Regions from separate parts of the Mus musculus genome. Here region 1 is linked to region 2. The links are chromatin contacts, called in public Hi-C maps. All regions are on one chromosome and are shown on one strand. The core of a region is the stretch at or near the end of the contact, and the rest is flanking DNA. Distances in the headings are between cores, read along the strand shown. Region 1 has its middle 50 kb from the start of Gm40518. Region 2 has its middle 19 kb from the start of Gm32016.

What was found. A called contact is a pair of places that touch in the nucleus more often than the background predicts.
Region 1: a Hi-C map of cortical neurons shows a contact between it and region 2, with 2.3 times the contacts expected there. The contact joins two enhancer-like sites. A contact is called at or near these places in 14 of 484 Hi-C or Micro-C datasets (8-cell embryo, the N1E-115 cell line, cerebral cortex and 4 more) and 2 of 115 datasets of contacts at active chromatin or transcription factors (acute myeloid leukemia and embryonic stem cells).

Annotation. Positions count from the first base shown.
Region 1 is chr9:48,106,935-48,110,501 of GRCm38.p6, forward strand. No RefSeq gene overlaps it. Among named protein-coding and RNA genes, the nearest start is that of Gm40518, 50 kb to the right of the region's middle. Within about 2 kb of position 2,232, at least 17 of the 459 cell types and tissues checked have an H3K27ac peak or open chromatin away from gene starts, as enhancers often do. A contact at or near this core is called in cerebral cortex and cortical neurons, where this site is marked.
Region 2 is chr9:47,956,580-47,959,911 of GRCm38.p6, forward strand. No RefSeq gene overlaps it. Among named protein-coding and RNA genes, the nearest start is that of Gm32016, 19 kb to the left of the region's middle. Within about 2 kb of position 1,417, at least 4 of the 459 cell types and tissues checked have an H3K27ac peak or open chromatin away from gene starts, as enhancers often do. A contact at or near this core is called in cerebral cortex and cortical neurons, where this site is marked.

The DNA.
Region 1 (3,567 bases), core at 982-3,481, 150 kb after region 2:
GGTGAAGAATTCTCTGTATACCAGCTGAGGATCCTTCTGCCAAACAGGGGTGAGTCACAGAAGCCAAGAATCCCTACAGCTGGGTAACATGAGCTAAGACATAGCAAGAGACATGATGTGCAAGGGTATATATACACAGGGCTATGTATAGGAACAAACTATTAATATATTATGACTTTTGTATTGTCAGAAGTCCCTATTGTGGGTTATGATCCCATATATAAGAGGACTTTACCACTAGTTAGAGTCTATTTAGTGAACAAGTGACTCTTAAAGTCTGAGTAAACCACAGACATCTCACTGAAGGTATATTTCCCTAATAAGCATCCTTTGTGGATCTCCCTACTATCTCCTCAGAAACTCCTGGATACCAGGGAACAAGATGGTCCAGGTTTTAGCTCTCCAGTCTGAAATGTTATACAATCATTGTGTGGAAAATTAAGCTCTCTCTAGCAGCAGAAATACTGACCCCAATTGATAGAACAGTGCACATGTGTGTGTGTCACACACAAGAAGTAGGAAGTATCAATTTGGAATTAAAAGAGTGCAAAAAAGAAAATATTTAATATGACCTAAAATGATTCAATCACAGATTAAAAGACAGATGCATGTGGTAGCATAAAAATTATGTTTTTGCCCATCCAAAGTCTCTGTTGAAACATGAATATAACCTATATTTTAGTGTAAGATATTGGATATGGATTTGTGCAACCAAGGACTTTCATTCCTAGTATGTCAGCAATTCCTCCAAGCAACGAGGAGAAAGAAAACCTGAAGCAAAAGCAATCAAGGACTAGGTGACATTTTTAAATGGCCAATGCACGTGTGAAAGGGCACTCAACTCAAATAATAGCTAGGTATATGCAGATTAAAGCCACAATGAAATGCTGGTCTATACCCACCTCACTGGCAGGAAACAGAAAGTCTGACAGTTACAGGCATGAACAAGACGAGTTGAGAAGTTCAGCCTCATCTTTGTCAGTCAGAATGATCAGTTTAAACAGCAGTGTTCAGTGTCAGCCAGTATGCACAGACTCCATTCCTGGGTGGGGACCCTAGGGTGCACAGAGGAGGTGGCTCAGAACATCCTTGTCAGTTTGATTGCCTCGAATTGAAAACTGCCCCAATATTTACTGACATCACATTGAATGAACAAGTTCGGGCATGTCTAACATAACATATACACTAACAAAAATGAGCAAACTGTAATTATAATAGGAATGAATCTTTAACAAAAAAAGATCACTACACTATACTTTTTTATTTATGCAAAATTTAAAAAACAGGCACAAACCAATGATGTCATTTGGCTTTACATGTTAAACACAGTTTTTAAAGTATTGTGATGGAAGACAGAGCTTTGGTATCTGTGTTCACCTTCAAGAGCAGGAAACTGTGTCTAATATGGAAAGGCAGGAAACAGGTGGTGTGGGAGGCGGTGTTTTGTGTCTTGACCTGGGTGATGGCTGCATGGCTTTCTTGTTACATGTTTGGGTAAAATATATGTTTATTTTAATATGCTTTGCATGTGTGTTCTTCATAACTAAAAAAAATGTTTTGAAATACTATTCTAATCCTGACAGCTACTGTGTCTCATTTGAACATTTGTTTTGTTTTGTTTTGAGACAGGGTCTCTCTACAAAAGCTAGACTGGGCTCTGAACTACCTTATCTTCCTACTTTGGCCTCTGGTGCCATGACACATGGCTAAGCCTTTTCTTTGCAATGCTACAAATAATTAGTTTTTTTTTTTTAAAAAGATTCCCATAGCCTTTGCTCTATGGGAGGACTTGCTATTTCTATCTAGTGTTCTCCCTCCCTCCCTCCCTCCCTCCCTCCCTCCCTCCCTCCCTCCTTCCCCACTGTCTCTTTCATCTCTCTGTCATCTATCTGTTTAAACAATGACTGCTACATCCTAATGGAGCAGTTAGAAAAAAAACCAAAGGTAGAGATGGGCATACCTCAAATAAGGGCAAGCACAAGTCCAATTTGTAACATTCCAATGAGGACAGATGCCATCGATAAAATAAACAAACCATTAAACAACAAACAAACCATTAGGATGAGAACAGAAGTGTCTACACATTCATAATTTCTTAATTTCAGATCCTTGATGATAATGAGTCCACTGACAGACATTAGTTGGTGTAAGCGGTAAACAGGTGCCAACACAGAGACAAAATCAACTGCTGAGACTCAGGCTGCAGGCAGAGCCTGCCAGGGCTGGAGGAAATGGGCCACCGCATCATCTTGCCAGATGCGGTTGCTGCCTTCCTCGGAGGCTTCTGCTTAGCAGCCTGGGGGTGGGGTGGGGGTGGAAGCTGGCTCTCTCTGGCTCTCCTTGCTCAGGGGTTCTGGCTCAGCTGTGGGGGCAGATCTCTGGTGGTCTCAACATAAGTGCCCCAGAGACTTCCCTGGCAGGCCTTACTTAGAGACATCCAATCCTGTCCTTTCCCTCCTTTCGAGAGAGGTACGCCAGGGATGGAAGAAAGCCTGGGGAGGGGTGGGGTCTTGCCTAGTCTCTAGCAAATGCTAATTAACCATCAGCAGCCTCCAGGCCTTTCTGATTACCTGGGTGAGCAGGAGTGAAGAATGCCCAGGTGAGGTGCAGCTGACAGCCCCTGGGAATGGGAGCTGAGCTGTTAGGTGGATTCTCCATCACCCAGCCACACTCAGGCACTGGCGACAGGCACCTGTGTCTAGGCAATCAAAACATCTGTCTACCCGCAGCCTCACTCCAGGTCTGTATTTACCATGATTACAACATCAGACTGCCTTACAACATCAGACTGCCTAGTTTTCATGTGTATAGCCCTCCTGGGGCCAGGGGCTCTCAGCAAATGTGCAGTCAGGTAAAGGAAAGTCTATTTGTCCTGCTCTGCGGGTGGCTAAGTCCCTTGACCTCTGCCGTGAGTCTTACTGAGTCACTGCCTCTGAGACATGCAGACCAACGTGTAAATGGCAGGACAGAGGGTGGAATTCTTCAGTTTAGTGTAACACATGGAATTAGATGTTTCCTTTCAAATGAGAAGAATAAGGTGTCTCTTGGGATTATGGTGCCTTCTTTAATAATAATAATAATAATAATAATAATAATAATAATAATAATAATATAACCCACATCTGTCTACAGCTACTGTTCCAGAGGATACAATACCCTCTTCTTGCCTCTATGGGCACTGTATGCATAAAGTGCACAGACACACATGCAGACAAGCACTCAAACACATAAAAAATAAAAATAAATAAAGTCTCTCAAAAATACTTTTTAAAAAAAAATCCCCCATGTCTGTCTAGTCTACAGAAGCCTAGAGATTCATGTCAAGGCCACCAAACATTGTCTGGATTTATCCCTTTCCTCATGATCTCCAACCAGGCAAGTTCTATTGTGAGAGGTTTTTGTGACATAGGTAAGTGTCTCGGGGTGGCAGGTCTGCTTCCTTGAGTCCTGAAAGCGCGCTCAATGGCCCAGGAACCATGGTTAGATGTCAGCTCTATTCATTCAGTCATGGTCAAGATCACGACTGACCTCAGGTGGACTGTGGCCTCATCTGATTCTCCAAGCTAG
Region 2 (3,332 bases), core at 167-2,666:
CATTGTTGGCAATAATGTCAACTTCTGTAGTCATTTTGGAAATCAATCTGAGGATTTATTAACAGAAAACAACACTAGAAATAAAACCATAGTAGGACCCAGATGTACAGCTTCTAGGCACATACACAAAGGACCCCACACTATCCCACAGAAATACTTATACAGTCATCCTCATTGCTGCTCTAGTATCAGCAGCCAGGAAGCAGAAGCGGCCTAGGTGTCCATCAGCTGATGAATGGATATTGAAATATACATATACGCAATGCAATTTGATTCAGCTATTAAATAAAATAAATTAGGAGATTTGCAGGTAAATGAACAACTGTGAAAAAAATCATACTGAATGAGCTAACCCAGACCCAGAAGGACAAACACCATATGTTCTCTTTATGTGAGCTTCCTGGCTTACAGCAGCTGTGGCCATTTGCACTGGGCCTGCACAAGACTAGTCCCGTTAACGGTCATGGACTGGGGAAGGGCTTTGGGGCCCCACTGCTTACTTCTGAATTATAGGTTATGGTAGATTCCAGGAGTAGAGGAGTTACTGTCTCTAGCTGAGTACCCTCTGCTGAGCCCACCAGGCTTCCGTAGATAGCTCCAAAACCATGTCCACGCAGATGGCCCTAATTAGACCTGGTGGCTCATAAACCCAAACAAATAGCAGTTTGAGGCAGAGATTTGTAGGGAAAAGTCAGGGTAGACAGGATCAGGAACTAGATTTTAAAGTGGGTAGGAGATGAGAATAACCAGTAGTATTAATTGTATGTATGAAACCATCAAGGAACAAGCTTAAATAAAAGAAATAAGCAGAACAATAAACCAAAAGCAGTCCAATAAAATATGATCGGGTATCTTAGAGAGTATGATTAATTTATACCTAAGAGAAGAGACGTGGTGGAAACTTAAGCCCACCTCACAGAGCTTAAACATCACTTCTACCAGGAAATCTTTCCGACTTCGCAGTCGACTTAGAATCCTTCTCATAGCCTTTTCTGTGTGACCCAACTGTTTGTGCAGTAGTAGTTGCGTGTTTCCCAGAAGACTGTAAGCTTCTGACAGGAAAAGTCTCCGTCTTTTTGGGGCACCATCCTGAGGAATGTTGATGAATGTCAAATGGATGAATGAATTCTTTGCTTACTAAACCCAGGGAGGTTCCAGATCAGCCTGTAAGAGCGTAGCCCTCGGAGAAGGGGCAGACCTGGTGTCTCACTGTCTGTGTGCCACACTCCAATCCAAACCAAGGGCCTGGAGTTTGAGGAGCCTGTGTCTAGGACCAGAAACATGGTTGGTGACATATTCAAGCTTAATTTAGCTCAGGACCCAGCTCCAGAGAAAGAAGTATTCACAGACTGGGAAACCATTGTGTGTCGTTACTAATTAGAAAATTGCCTTTGGAACTGAAATATGTTTCACAGTGAATTTACTGAGCTCCGTGCTGAGGTGTGATTCTCTTGTGCCTGTTGTGTGACAATCCCACTCCAAGGTGGCATATGGAGATGCCCACAGCTCTGCAAATTAAAGAATCATTGGTGTTTCAAGAAACAGGCCAGCTTCTTGAGGGCCGGCAGTGAGCCAGACCAACCCAGGGTTGGAGTCTCACTCTGGCTATTGCAGGGGCAGCAGCTGGCTTCCTCCAGATTGCCCCTCTTGTTCAAGGCCCTCTTCCTGCTTCTCTATTTCTAGCTCTGAGCTCCCTGTGAATTCTTCTAGATATGACATCTAGGAACGAGGTCTGCGGCCGAGTTGAAAAATCACATCTTTATAACCCTAACCCTAACCCTAACCCTAACCCTAACCCTAACCCTAACCCTAACCCTAACCCTAACCCCTGATTTTGCACTTCCCACAGCTCAGGTAAGCCACCGAACACGGGGACCAGTTCCATTCCTGTCCTCGCGGCATAAATAGTATCAGCCATCCCATTAACTGAGATAATATTTTGGGTGTTGTAGAATCATTTCTAGATGTTCATGGCTGTATTTGAGATTTGGAGTGACCTTATTTTTAATTCTTACATAATCAGAATGCAGGAAAAGTTTGGGAATATGCAGCAAGAATTATCACTAAGACAATGGTTGGAAATAATTTTTGCTCTACTGGTCTATGTCACAGAGCCCAGGCAAGACACGGGGCAGATCTTTGTGGGTGATGATGTATCCCACCCAAGAAGACAGCACATACTAACTCTCTTCCGGGTGTGACCACAATCTCCGTGGCACACATTATATTTTACTTTATTTCATTTTCCAATTAGCCCTCTACTTACAGGTGGTAGTTTGGATGTGTAATATCCCACATAAGGTCATGTACTTGAATGGTGAGTCACCAGTTGGTGGTACAACCTTAAGAAGGTGGAGCCTTGCTGTGGGAAGTGGGCCTCTGGGGGATAGGACTTGAGGTTCTCACAGCTTGGCTACACTGCTTGTCTGTTCTCTGCTTCCTGACAATGCAATGACAATAGCTGACCTTACTCTTCTGGCCACCGAGCATTCTCTGATTTGACCTGTTTTATTCCCTATCACTGGGTCAAAACAAAACTTCCATTCTTAAAGTTTTTTATCGCCAGTGTTTGGTCACAGAAATCAGGAAAGTAACACTCTACAAGTGTGTGGTGTGTGTGTGTGTGTGCGCGCACACACACTTGTGCACGCGAATCTCAGGATACTCAATTACCAGGTTCACACAGCTGGTTTTCTTTCCACAATGAGAAAGGGCCTCAGAGGATATGGTGAGAAAGGGGATGCTGGAGAGCAAGGAGAAGCGACTGTCTTCCCATGACTCCCGAGCAGACCCGGCCACCGCCTGTCACTGCGGTTTCTCGCCTCTGCTGTGCCTTTCCGTTACTGTTTCCTATTGCATTTTTGTCAATACGTGTTTGATGGATAAGCACGTGGAAACATTGTGGATTACACAACACTGTCTTCAGAGGCTTCCACATGGAAGCTGAGAAGGAAGAGGAGGAGGAGGGTGGCGGTAGGCAGTGTATGGGTCTTCTAGGGCTGCTCTAACAAAGAACCACAAGCAGGGTGCTTAAACACATGGAAATCTTTCCTCTCATAATACCAGAGGCTGAGAGTCCAGAATCTTGCTCCCCTGGATTCTGGGTAGAGCCTTCCTTTGTCTTTTCCTGGATGCTCACAGTGCCCAGTCCTTGTTCGAAGCCACATTGTTTCTATTTGTGCCTAGGCCACCATGTCAGTGTCCTGAGTGTTTCTGTCACTATCTGGTGGTTCTATTGTTACAAGGTTATTAGTCACAGAGCACTGGGGTCTTAACTCTAAGGACCTCATTTTAAGAGCCCATCTTTAAGTAATGTCACACTCTGGGGTACT